4 separate regions of the Zea mays genome follow, and all the other regions are linked to region 4. A link is a contact called in public Hi-C data. All regions are on one chromosome and are shown on one strand. The core of a region is the stretch at or near the end of the contact, and the rest is flanking DNA. Distances in the headings are between cores, read along the strand shown.

Region 1 (2,949 bases), core at 340-2,839, 140 kb after region 4:
GCAAATCTACAATTAAACCCCAAAACAGGGGGCACTTATTTAGTCAAAAGTTATGGGTGCCGACAGTTTGGATAAAGTGTTGTAAACCACATTGTTTAGTTCAAAATCTAGACTAGCATGTCATAAAAACTTTAGATTGGAGTGGAATTTCCACTACTCAAAAAAATACCAAGGTATTCTGAATACCGTGGTTTTGAAAACATAGTGGTTAGAGAAGCAACCAAATACCTCATGTTATATAAAATACTTTAGTACATTCCTATAAAACCATGGTATTGTATGGAAAACTATTAAAAAAATAAATATTGCACTTCCAAACATGCGTTAATCGCAACACCCGGATTTAGAATTACGCGCTACAACTCACACACGCTTATAATAAACGTATACACCCATCACTAAAAATACATGCGCACAAACTCTACCCCAACTAGCATTTTTAAAGACAAAATTTCAATGTTAATGAAGTTACCATAGACGACTGGGTCGTTTATAAGGGCAGACGAATCCGCAACGTGAAGATTGTTCTAGTGACTAGTCTATAGACACTTTAGCACCTAATTCCATTTTAGAAAAAGAAAAAAAAACATATTCCGGCGCAGGGGCCATCCATGGCCGTTCGGACAGAAAGCCGATTAGCCGGTCCGGACCACACCGACAGGCGACAGCTCTCCGAGTCCACGTCCCTGCCAAACTAAACGCAAAGCCAACCACCACCCAGCCCCCAGAGATTTTTTCGTCCCGGATTCTTTTCTTTTTCTTGTGAGCCCACCCACGGCCGTAACGGCAGCACGCAAGCGACCAACGGACGGATGGGTCAGTTGGTGGGGTTCGTGAGCGGGCTGCCGTGCGGACGCGTGTCCCCGTAGCCAGCTGTACCTAGGGATGAAAACGGTCGGAAACGGTATTTATTCGGTAATCAGTTTTTAGTCGTTTTTCTTTGATTGCGAATAAATAGGATATACAATCTATAATACAAATTTGTATTCTTGTTTTTAACATTCAGCTTCTAAAAATTCATAAAAGGTAAACCTCAAATTCATCATATATTTTTTTAAATAATAGATATAAACTTCGGTATGGATTCGGAAATAACTTCGATAATTTTTTCAACTTTTTGTGTTGCAGGGAGCAAATAAAACATAAAACAATTTATATAATATTTTATTCGTATTTGTACTAATGTGCTTGATAACATAAAAAAAAGATCAATATCAAATTTTATACATATCTATTTTAAAATATTAAATTTATCCTAACAGTTCGAATTACTACTTTCATCCCTAGCTGTACCCAATCCACCCCCAACTGCGTCTGCCACCTGCCTTCCTGCCCGCCCATCTGAAACCACACCACGCACGCACGCATTCCTGTGATCCTGTCCTGTGCACGGTGCACCTCGGCTCCGCACCGCTCCGGTGAGGCGGTGACCTCCCACCGGCTGGAGCGGTGGAGTCCTCCCTTCCCTTCCCAGTTCCCATCTGTCTGTCGTCTCGTCTCCCTCTTTTCTGTTTATATATCCTCCTCCCCCTGCCTGTCTGCAACCTTCACTCCCGACTCCACCTCTCTCCGATCGTCTCATCTTCTTCCTTCTCTTCCACCACATCCTTGGCATCTCATCCGGATCGACCAGTACACGCCCCAGTAGTACTAAAGAACCAGTTTCTGAGTAAAACATGGCGGCGTCGCCTTCCCCGTCCGGCAGCGGCGGCGGCAAGGCCGGCGTGGACCGGATCAAGGGCCCCTGGAGCCCCGAGGAGGACGAGGCCCTGCAGCGCCTCGTGCGCCGCCACGGCGCGCGCAACTGGTCCCTCATCAGCCGCTCCGTCCCGGGCCGGTCCGGCAAGTCGTGCCGCCTCCGGTGGTGCAACCAGCTGTCGCCGCGGGTGGAGCACCGCCCCTTCACGCCCGACGAGGACGACGCCATCCTCCGCGCGCACGCCAGGTTCGGCAACAAGTGGGCCACCATCGCGCGCCTCCTCTCCGGACGCACGGACAACGCCATCAAGAACCACTGGAACTCCACGCTCAAGCGCGAGCGCGAGCGCAAGCGCGAGTACTACGCCGATGCGCGCCCCGGCCCCGGCGACCAGCGCTCGCTCAAGCGCACCAGCAGCGACGGGCCCCCCGGAAGCCCGTCCGGGTCCGACCTCAGCGACTCCAGCCACCAGAGCCTTCCCACCGTGATGCCGTCAGCCGCTTCTACCGCCGTCACCTCCCAGCAGCAGCTACAACACGTGTACTACCGCCCCGTGCCGCGCGCGGGCGGCGTGGTCCTGCTCCCGGTGGCGCCGCCTTCTCCGCAGGCTCCTCCAGCAACCTCCTTGTCGTTGTCCCTCTCCCTGCCAGGGCTGGACCAGCAGCCCGAACCATCCCCGCCGCCGCCGCCAACACCTCAAGCACAAGCAAGCTCGCCGTTGAGCGCGGAGTTCCTGTTGATGATGCAGGAGATGATCCGGATCGAGGTCCGGAACTACATGTCCGGGTCGGGCTTCGACGCACACGCCGTGATGGGCATGGCCGAGATCGACTAGTTTCAGCGGCAGGGGTCCAAGACCAAGACAACGAATCGCCGACCGATCCCAGATTCCTTTGTTAATCAGCAGAGCAGAGGCCTTCGTTCCATGCTTGCTGCTGTGCTGCCTGCTGGTGGTACTCAGTAACCAGTAGAGTTTAGACTACAGTACCAGAGAGACGGACGGACGGCGAGACCTCCGATATCGTCATGCTGTTCTTGTACAGGAGACAGCACAAAAAGGGATCGAGAAGATGGATCAGGGAGAAGAGAGAGGACTCACTCGTGTTTCTTGGCTCGTGCAAATTTGCCTTTTGGTTTCGAGTGCAAAATTGGACCACTAAGATAAAGGGGTCTCTTCGATTGGCGGGCTCAGAAATTTGGTCGTTCTTAGATTATTAGGCTAGATGTTGGGATTTTATTTCCTAGATAGT
Region 2 (3,169 bases), core at 365-2,864, 250 kb before region 4:
CCAGGTGCTGATAACGTGTTAAGAACCCCTTGCTACCAAGTGTAGTCCAAGGGCTACTTAACTGAATAATAGTAGAATACAAGGAGACAAGAGTATAGAGAGAAACTGATTCTTTGTTACTATATGGTGCTGCTGTCCAAAGGTTACATCATATGGGGGGATCTCCTCTCTATTTATAGACAAAAACTAGGGTTCCAGACATATGAGCCACATGGGCCTTCCTGGCCCAAGAAAGGTTTCTTGACAGTAATAAATTACACGGTGACATTTGCGTGTAACGAGCATAACTCACGCACAGGCTTTGCGTGCCGCGCCCGCCTGCCTGCCTCTCAGTCACACAGCACGGGGTTTCCACCACCATGCTTGCATGCATCGTGTGCGCCATTGAATTGGGCGCACCTGATGGACGAATCCACGCTGTCTTTGGCTTTCATGTGACATTTCTTTCTCCTTCCCCCGCCGTCACCCACCAAAATCATCCGTGTAAGCGTAGCGAGGATGATAGAACACAGCGCAGCACAGCACCGGAAAAGCGTGTGCAGCGCACAGGGGGGACGCCACTGACCAGTCAGTCAGCCGCCCAGCATCCGTATCGGCGCGAATCTGACAAGCTGGTGCTATCGGATTCGCATTTACTACTACGTGGCCTGCCTGCCACGGCGGCTACCTACGTACAGTACCCCCTGCTAGGGCTAGCGGTAGCGCCTGCCATGCCACTTGTACCGTTCCAAAGCGACCATGCGCCAGAGTAGAGATGTATGATGATCTATTGCAAATCAAATCAAACCAACCGCTGCGAGAAGGCCAGGTCCTCCCGTGACTCTGGACGCCGTTGGTGAAAATGGCAGGCTATGTATGCATCACACTCACACACTCGCACGAGGATCCCTACTGACCTCGGATCTGTCGCGGAAACAGCCGCGCTAGCTAGTTTTCACGGGCGCTGCGCATCTTGTGCTCACGCTCCACAAGGCTGATGGATACTTGCGTTCAACTCATCCCCGTACAACAGCGGAGGAAAACACGCACAACCAACCCAACCCAACCAGGCATTTACTCAAGAAATCACCAAATTTCAGCACATAAATTTACAGCTGTACTGTTTTGGGGATCAATCCCTGCAGGCAATATCGGTACTAGTATGTACTACGTACTACATGTACCTCATCAAATGCTGCCTTGCATTCAGCATATCAATCTGGGCCCGGCCTGGGGAACCTGCAAATAACTCTGCATTCACCTCACACACACAAAAGTTAGATAGTACACACACCACAGAGCAATAACAAGACGCGCAAGCATGCAAATTCACGGCGCAGATGTCACCCGCACGAAAACAAGGCGGGCAAGGAAATCAAACTGGAATTCGGTGCTGGGTGTTTGGCAATCCATAAATCTGGAGCTTTAGACACCATAAGGTTTATCAGAACCGTTCGGTTTCGATCGATCGACTAGCACGCACAGCAGTTAGATAGGCCTACGTAGGCAGGTGGGAGGGAGGAAGGCCACAGGGCGATTCCTTCTTGCTCAAAGCTCCTAAGGCCCACCAAGGTGGGCGCCGAGCTCGCCAAGGTCGCCGTCGTCGTCCTGAAGGCGGACGGCATCCAGCTTCTGCCTCAGCACCGTGATGGCGTTCATGATCAGCTCGTAGGCTGTGATGGCGCCGGTTGTTTCTACGGTGAAGACGAAGCTGTCCTCCTTGGCGGTGATCTCCACCAAGCCTGGCTTCCCGATGGCCTCGGCGTGCTTGATCACCTCGTCGTCGTAGGTGTATGCCTCCGCGTTTTTCACCACCACCTGATTATTTTATACACAAAACAAAAATGTAGCTGCTCAACACCATGGATCTGTTAGGAAGGGCAAAAAAAAATACGCCGGTGGAACAGACACAGGCAGCTCTGTCAGGTGTTGCGCCAAGTACCCACCAGCGCTGGTGATCTATTACGGTTGGTTTCCACTGAAGATGATTAACCATGGACAAAATCATTCAAGCTGAACAAGGAACGAGGCGAGCATGACCCAACTGTATTTGCGCAGTTGCCACGAGAAGCTGAACAACCAGAATTAAACAAAACTGACACGCATGGGCGCATGGCTAACCTAAGTGATTTGCATGTCCCATCATTTCAGAAAGCATAACAGCATAGCTTGTGTACTGCATTCGTTGCCTTTATAGGTAAAGAACCTACATTTGCAAATACATGTTAGAGTTCATTGGTTTTTACGATGATCAAGATCGGGTTTTGAAGAAATTTGGCAGAAAAATTATTGTTTATGTGATGTAACAAAGGGACACTTCTGAACCATCCACAAGACACCCTGCCTGTTGTGGGTTAACAAGAATGCATCTCAATCAAATGGATTCTCTTTCACCAATGGATGGTTTTAATATCATATGACAGGTAAATCATATTGTATGTTGCCTATCCCCAAAATTCATAATGTTTTTCAAATGCTGCTAAGAAAGAATCACCAAAGAAGCAAGAGAGTAGCAACTATATATTTTATTAAGCTAAATCAAATTCGCAAAAAAGAAACTTAAATAGAAAATAGTGCACGCATAGGATGATTGAACAGTTCAATGCAGTATAAGGTGTGTCTGTTATTTCTAGGGTGACCCACAGTGCAACTTCGTCTAAAGTTGCCACACCAAAGCAACACACAGCTAGAGACAAAGAGCCTAGGAATGAGCCTCTCTGTCTTTTAGAATATCAGAAATTGAATTCGACAAAACAAGGTTTTTTTTCTCAAATGCGCAGGAGACTTGTGGTTTCTGCTGGGTTTCATCCCTAACCTACCCCAACTTACTTGGGACAAAAAGGCTTTGTTGTTGTTGTACACAAGAGAGCTGATACATTCCTTTCTCATAAAAAAAATCAAGTGCAAAATAAGGCCCATCAATGGTAACAAGGTTTTCTGGTCGCTTCACTGTGGTGCCCTTACAAGTCAATAAACAATATAAGTTACATTTGCAGTCACTTGCTAATTTCCCTCCAAAGAATGTACCTAGATGTTTAATTGACGTGTTCATGCTCTTGTAATTCATTCGAAGCCTTGGATCATCAACATCGAGCTCTTGTAATTCGTTCGGAGCCTTGGATCATCAACGTCGAGATCTCCACCTCAATCGACTTACCTTTCAAAAGATCGAGCCTAATCCTTCTATCAA
Region 3 (2,928 bases), core at 364-2,863, 130 kb before region 4:
ATCACTGCTTTATATCGCCTAGACTCAGTTGACTTGAGTTCATCAGCACTTGATCCGAAGGATCCTTGCACCATGCCCTTATGCCAGTCGTTCAAATTCAGTCTGATACTCAAGCACAGAGCCCGCTCTCCACGCTCAAGCGTCTGCTGCAACCAGGAATCCATTGCGCCATGAAAGCTGTGTGATCTATTGTGTATTGCGATAAAAATTTCTCCTTCGTTTGACGCATGTAGTCTTTGTATTGTTGTTGTCCATCGGCCGTTAGACTTTCAACGGCCATCTTCAGAATATTGTTCGGGAAGATAGTAGCGAAGCCACGTTGACTCTCCCTAGTGCATAGGCACCAGAGTAAAATAAATTTTTGTCAATATCTGTCCTAAATTTGTTATGTATTTCCTTTTAAATTGTATGGTTTCCTTTGTGTTGGATAGAGTGTGCACCAGGATGGTTTTTAAGCTGGCTTCGCTCATACGGGAAGATATCGGTGTGATCTTTAGAACCGGCCCATTTGAGGGCCTGATTTTTAGTAGATCTAGACATCTGGTCTCCAGCGGAGTTGCCAAAAAGTGTGTTGGCGCCGATCTGGACGCCAAACACTAGAACGAACCGCCTGACGATGCTTTCTACGGAGGCGCAGACGGTCCTCGCAACAGGGCTGAGCGATTCGTGATCTGGGCGCAGGAACGTCTCCTCCTCTTTCCTCTGTGTACGTCCGGACGGTCCGCGCCTGGGGCTCGGACGATCCACGACGACGCAGAGCATCGTCTTCTTTGCAGCAGACCAAGATCTCGCCTCCCGGGAGGGACCTCGTCGGGTGGAGAGATCCTAGGGTGTCTTGGTGTCGACAGGCCACCTAAGATGTCCTTGGTCGATGTAGAGCCGAAGAGAGATAGAGATTTGAGGTATATGAAGGCTAAACTAGGGCTAAACTAGAGCTACTCCTAATAATACATAAGATAAAAACAATAATTAGAGTTGAGTGTATCGATTGTGGAGGGTTCAATCGGCCTTAACCCTTCATCTATATAAAGGAGGAGGTCTGGACATGTTATAAGTCGGTTTTTAAGTTAAGAAATACCGCAAGAAATCCAGAACCCTAACTGATTCTGCGCACGCACGGACAGTCTGTGTCGTTACGACATACAGTCTGAACAGCGAACCGTCTGGCCTCAGGACCAGACCGTCCGCACAGACTTTTTTTTCTGCTCAACAGTCCCATTATTGAGTTCAAGTTTAGGGAACAATGGTGATCGATGAGGTTCGCCATCACGGGTTGGGAAGAAAATGTCATCGGTTGGCACGACTTGGTACTGTACTGTGGTGTGGACGTATGGTCTTCTCTTTAGGCCGTCTGCAGTAGTTTACCCAAAATTTATCCAAAAATATTATTTTATATTATTCTGCACTGTAAACTACAATGTTCGTAGATTGAAGTTTAAATATGAGTATAATGATAGATAAGGTGCCGTAGATAGCCTCATAGATGGACACCATGAATGCACTGTTGGTTAATCCGTTAGTGGCAGCTCCCTGCTCGTTCGGTGCCCCCGCGCATCAAAATTTACAAGATAATGCAGTGCAGTGCAGCACTGAAATGAAACAACACAGTAGTCCAAATTGACAGCAAATCCCGCCGCCAGTTAGCTTTTCCTGACTATCAGGAAACACCAGGGATTTTTCTTCCCAACAAGGCAACAAACCAATTGTTCACAGGTCTTGGTTGCCGTCTCCACAGCTCTCGCCACCAGATGCCAAATCGGTGGGGGTATAGTGGTATACACGTACACGCGTGCCGAGAGATGGACAGAGATGGCGCACATGGGGGTGCTGCTGAGAGGACAGGAGGAGAGAAAGAGAGAAGCTTGCAATGGCTTGTCCTGGTGTGGTTTGGTTTGGTCCCAGCAAGCACAAGAGTAGGCCATGGCAGTGCCAGCGCGTCCAACCATCATATTTTGCCTGTCAAGTCTAAAGTCTTCCCCACGCCCCCACCTTCCTTCTGTAACTGCAGGTGCAGCTATCAGGAGCATGACTTGTCACCTCACCTTAATCTCCAAGCACCCCAATATTTTATTTTTCAGATCGGGTTAGAAAAAAAAAGAAGGCAAGGTCATATGCAGGTGCAGGCGTGCAGCAGTGCGATGCCGACCCCGCTCTGTCCTCGCTTTCTGTAATCTTCCTCACACAAGTCACAAGGCTGCCTCCACTTCCATCCAGTAGGAACAAGTCAGACACGGAAGGAAGGAGGAGAAGGCACCGGAAATCCTCCCATCCCGCTAGCTGGAACCTGGAAGGGCTGAAGCTGGAGCTGGAGTGCTGGACAGTGACCGAGAGTGAGAGAGGCAGCAGCGGTCCGGTGGCTGTGGCCTCCTTGGTTGATGCTCACCCACCCTCAGGGAGGCACGAGCGTTCCCTCTCCGGCGAGCCCCACCCCGGAACTCCTCCGAGAAATGCGGCGGGGCAGCCACAGATGACACCTTCCTCTTCTTCCTGACCTGCTGCAGAGGAGGGCAGCCTCCTGCATTTCCGGGTTCCCTTGCGCTTGCGCCTCCTATTTCGTCTTTCCACGAGAGTGGGAAGGGGAAGCCGGAGGATGCCGGCCAAGTACCTCGGCCCGGGGGCGTTGGCGGAGGACAGGCGCCAGGACCTCCACCGCCAGGTGGGCTGCGTCACCGGGATCTTGCAGGCCTTCGACCGCCGCCACCCTCTCGCCTCCTCCTCCCACAAGAGGCTGCTTCCCCCAACAGGTCCCGCTTCCTCACTCTCTGCTTTCTCTTCTCTTGCGAGGTTGGAGATCCCCTGTGCGGCTGTGCCCTGCTTCAGTGTGTGTGTGTAGCCATTCTTGCTTCTCCGTGCTTCCAGCCGTGATCTATGCCGTCTATTTCTACCCCATCTCTTTGCCTGGTATCTTTTACTTGGGATGTGCCCAAT
Region 4 (3,209 bases), core at 555-3,054:
AACGAGCTCGTCGTTGATGGTTCTAGGGTATCGACCGTTGTCGTCGTCGTCATCCATAGCCCAATCCTTTCTCTGCACCGTACCTCAACGGCCCTGGCGGCACTAGCATGACCACGACATAGTCGACCGGCGACCTACCAAAACCCACAAGCAAGCAGCGAAGAGGAGATTTGGGTTAGGGATTGCCGATTGGGGACTGGTGAGGAAGAGCCGGAGAGTGACATACCTGCCAAGCCAAAGACGAGGGTCAAGTGCACGACGACGGACGACGCGGGAGGGAGAGTCGAAGAAGAGGAGATTAGGGTTATGGTTAGGGATTGGGATTGCCGACTGGAGAGGGAGAGCCGGAGAGGGACGTATCTGCCAAGCCGCAGCCCGGAGCCGGAGACGATGACGTGGGAGGGAGAGCCGGAGTCTGGAGAAGAGGAGATTAGGGTTAGGGATTTCTCGATTGGGGAGGGACCGAGCCACCAAGGGAGAGCCAGAGTCTGGAGAGGGGCGCCGCACGGAAGGGGAGCTGGTGACGAAGATCCGGCAGAGACGACGACGACAGTGAGGCGGTGCCGCGGTAAGCAAGCAGCGGGCGAAGGCGCGGTGCAGAGCGAATTGATTGGGGAGAGGGAGAGCCGAGAGCGCGGAGTGGCCGAGTGGGGAGAGGGAGGCCGGGCGCCGGGCTTATGCCCCCGCTCCCCGATACCGGGCCGCCGTGCCGCCCGGCGGGCGCTGCCGGCAGCCCAGACACGGCCTGGTTAATTGGTCCGGGCCGGCCCGGGCATGACTCCAACTGGGCCGTGCCGTGCTTGGGCCGGGCCAAAAAACCGGATCTCGTGCCGGTGCCGGGCTATCGTGCTCTGGGCTACATGCTCATCTATAGTTATGATTGGTTAACTTCCATCGGCTTCTCACTAGTCACTAGACCGACACAAGCTAGTTAATCCTTATATCGACTTAATCACGACAGACAAAAGTTACTACACGTCAAGGTTAATTTCCGTCGACCATTTACGACCGGAAAAAGTTACTAATATTCGTCGTTTAACAGGTACCGGCGAAAATCCAACAAAAAAATAGATAAAACCGACGAAAATCAATTAACTTCAGTTGGTTTTGTCTAATTTCTGTCAGGCATAAAATTTCTCGGTTTTTCTGTTGTGCTTGTTTTCCCGCTCCTTTCAATCTCCTAGAAAGGTAGGAAGGAGCAAAGCTGGAAGAGCATCAACCTTTGTACCATCGCGTCCACATCATGCATGAGGAGTCCAAAAAGCGGACAAACAAAACAAAAGTACTCAGGCGTGCGTGATGCATCAACGGATCAACCTGCTCTCTTCTTTCTTTGCCCTTTGCACGGCATGGGGAGTAGGAGTAGGGGGTACCGTATCCATGTCAAGATCCTCCCCCTACTCCCGTCTCCACTCCATGACCCGATGGGACGATACATCATTTTCCTCTCATTCCCTTTGGCTCGTTTTGATACCCTCAAGACTGGCTGGCTGGCTGAAAGGGATGGGAGGGAGAGGTCTCTGGTGATCCAGTCTCCATTGTAATCACTAATCAGTTCTTATTTTCCTTCCCTGTCCTCTGTTCCATTCCCTAGTCTCTCTCTACTCTCCACTCCACTTGCTCTGGAGTATCCCGCCCGGAGTCCTCTCCTTGCTTTGCCATTGTTCTGGTGAACCACACCACCTTCCCAACAAATCCGAGCTATTAGCTAAAGCAATACCCGCACCACCATCGCCATTGCCGACCCCTCCTCTTCTTAACCTCCATGCATGCTGCATGCCACGGCTTCACCTCACCTCCACCGCCATGGCCGGCACCAATGGCGCCCCTCGCCTTCTCCGCCTCCCTACCACTGCCACTACCAGTACCAGCTCGACGCCACTGCTGCGACTACTAGCGCTACTACAGCTACTATGCCTCGCCTCGGCGCTTAACCAAGACGGCATACTGCTGCTGTCCTTCAAGCAATCCCTCGCCTCCGACCCCCTCGGCTCCCTCTCCGGCTGGGGGTACGCCGACGTCACGCCCTGCGCGTGGAACGGCGTCGTCTGCTCGCCGGACTCGCGAGTCGTCAGCGTCGTCCTGCCCAACGCGCAGCTCGTCGGCCCCGTCGCCAGGGAGCTCGCCCTCATCGAGAACCTCCGCCACCTCGACCTCTCCGGCAACGCGCTCACCGGGACCATCCCGCCCGATCTGCTCCGCGCGCCGGAGCTCCGCGTGCTCTCGCTCGCTGGCAACGGCATTACCGGCGGCCTGCCGGAGCAGGTCGGCCAGCTGCGCAGCCTCCGCGCGCTCAACCTAGCCGGCAACGCTCTCTCCGGGGCCGTCCCGCAGAACCTCACCCTGCTGCCCAACCTCACCGCTGTCTCGCTCGCCAACAACTTCTTCTCCGGCACGCTCCCCCGCGGGGGCTTCCCGGCGCTGCAGGTGCTCGACGTCAGCGCCAACCTGCTGAACGGCACCCTGCCGTCGGACTTCGGCGGCGCCGCGCTTCGGTACGTCAACCTGTCCTCCAACGGCATCGCCGGCGCCATACCGTCGGACATGGCCTCGCGTCTGCCGGCCAATGTCACCATCGACCTGTCCTACAACAACCTCACCGGCGCCATCCCGTCGGTGCCGCCGTTCTCGGCGCAGAGGCCCACGGCGTTCGAGGGCAACGCCGAGCTCTGTGGAAGGCCCCTCGACAGCCTCTGCGGCTTCACGTCCTCCTCCTCTGCTGCCGCGGAGCCCCAGCCCCCGAACGCTACCGCGAAGTCGCCGCCGGCCATCGCGGCGATACCCAGGGACCCTACCGAGGCGCTTCCTGGCGATGGTTCCAGCAGTGCCGCAGGCGCGTCGGCGTCCGGGGAGCAGCGCGGCAGGATGCGGCTTGCTACCATCGTCGCCATCGCCGCCGGTGACGTGGCTGGCATCGCCGTCCTGTTCGTTGTGGTCATGTACGTTTACCAGGTGAGGAGGAAGAGGCAGCGTCAGGAGGTGGCGGCGAAGCAGAGGACGGGCGTCGTGTTCAAGAAGCCGGATCCCGACGAGTCTCCGGACGCTGTCAGCCGGAGCCTTTCCTGCTGCCTGCGCAAGAAGGCCGGCGACGACAGCGACTACTCGGAGGAAGTCACGGACACGTCGCCGGCCTCCTTCGCAGATCACAAGAACGGCAAGGCGGCCGGAGCTGAAGCGGCGAGCAATAAGAAGATGGGCGGGGACGGCGC

The links. A called contact is a pair of places that touch in the nucleus more often than the background predicts.
Region 1: a Hi-C map of root tip shows a contact between it and region 4, with 2.7 times the contacts expected there. The contact joins the promoter of LOC100502222 here to the promoter of LOC100383466 in region 4. A contact is called at or near these places in 2 of 25 Hi-C or Micro-C datasets (root tip and tassel).
Region 2: a Hi-C map of bundle sheath shows a contact between it and region 4, with 2.2 times the contacts expected there. The contact joins the enhancer-like site here to the promoter of LOC100383466 in region 4. A contact is called at or near these places in 2 of 25 Hi-C or Micro-C datasets (bundle sheath and endosperm).
Region 3: a contact with region 4 is called in a Hi-C map of endosperm, with 1.5 times the contacts expected there. The contact joins the promoter of LOC103647243 here to the promoter of LOC100383466 in region 4. A contact is called at or near these places in 4 of 25 Hi-C or Micro-C datasets (ear, endosperm, leaf and 1 more).

What each region holds. Positions count from the first base shown.
Region 1 is chr2:168,273,315-168,276,263 of Zm-B73-REFERENCE-NAM-5.0, forward strand. It overlaps LOC100502222, which reads left to right and starts at 1,590. Exons shown (of 1, transcript NM_001196699.1): 1 at 1,590-2,813. The coding sequence starts at 1,677. The coding sequence ends at 2,534.
Region 2 is chr2:167,883,042-167,886,210 of Zm-B73-REFERENCE-NAM-5.0, forward strand. LOC100282883 reads right to left here. Exons shown (of 3, transcript NM_001369247.1): 3 at 1,215-1,797. The coding sequence ends at 1,537. Among protein-coding and RNA genes, the nearest start is that of LOC100282883, 7.7 kb to the right of the region's middle. Within about 2 kb of position 1,615, at least 17 of the 20 cell types and tissues checked have an H3K27ac peak or open chromatin away from gene starts, as enhancers often do. A contact at or near this core is called in bundle sheath, where this site is marked.
Region 3 is chr2:168,001,425-168,004,352 of Zm-B73-REFERENCE-NAM-5.0, forward strand. It overlaps LOC103647243 (protein LONGIFOLIA 1), which reads left to right and starts at 1,614. Exons shown (of 5, transcript XM_020548456.2): 1 at 1,614-2,928.
Region 4 is chr2:168,131,676-168,134,884 of Zm-B73-REFERENCE-NAM-5.0, forward strand. LOC100383466 reads left to right here and starts at 1,805. Exons shown (of 2, transcript NM_001176114.1): 1 at 1,805-3,209. The coding sequence starts at 1,807.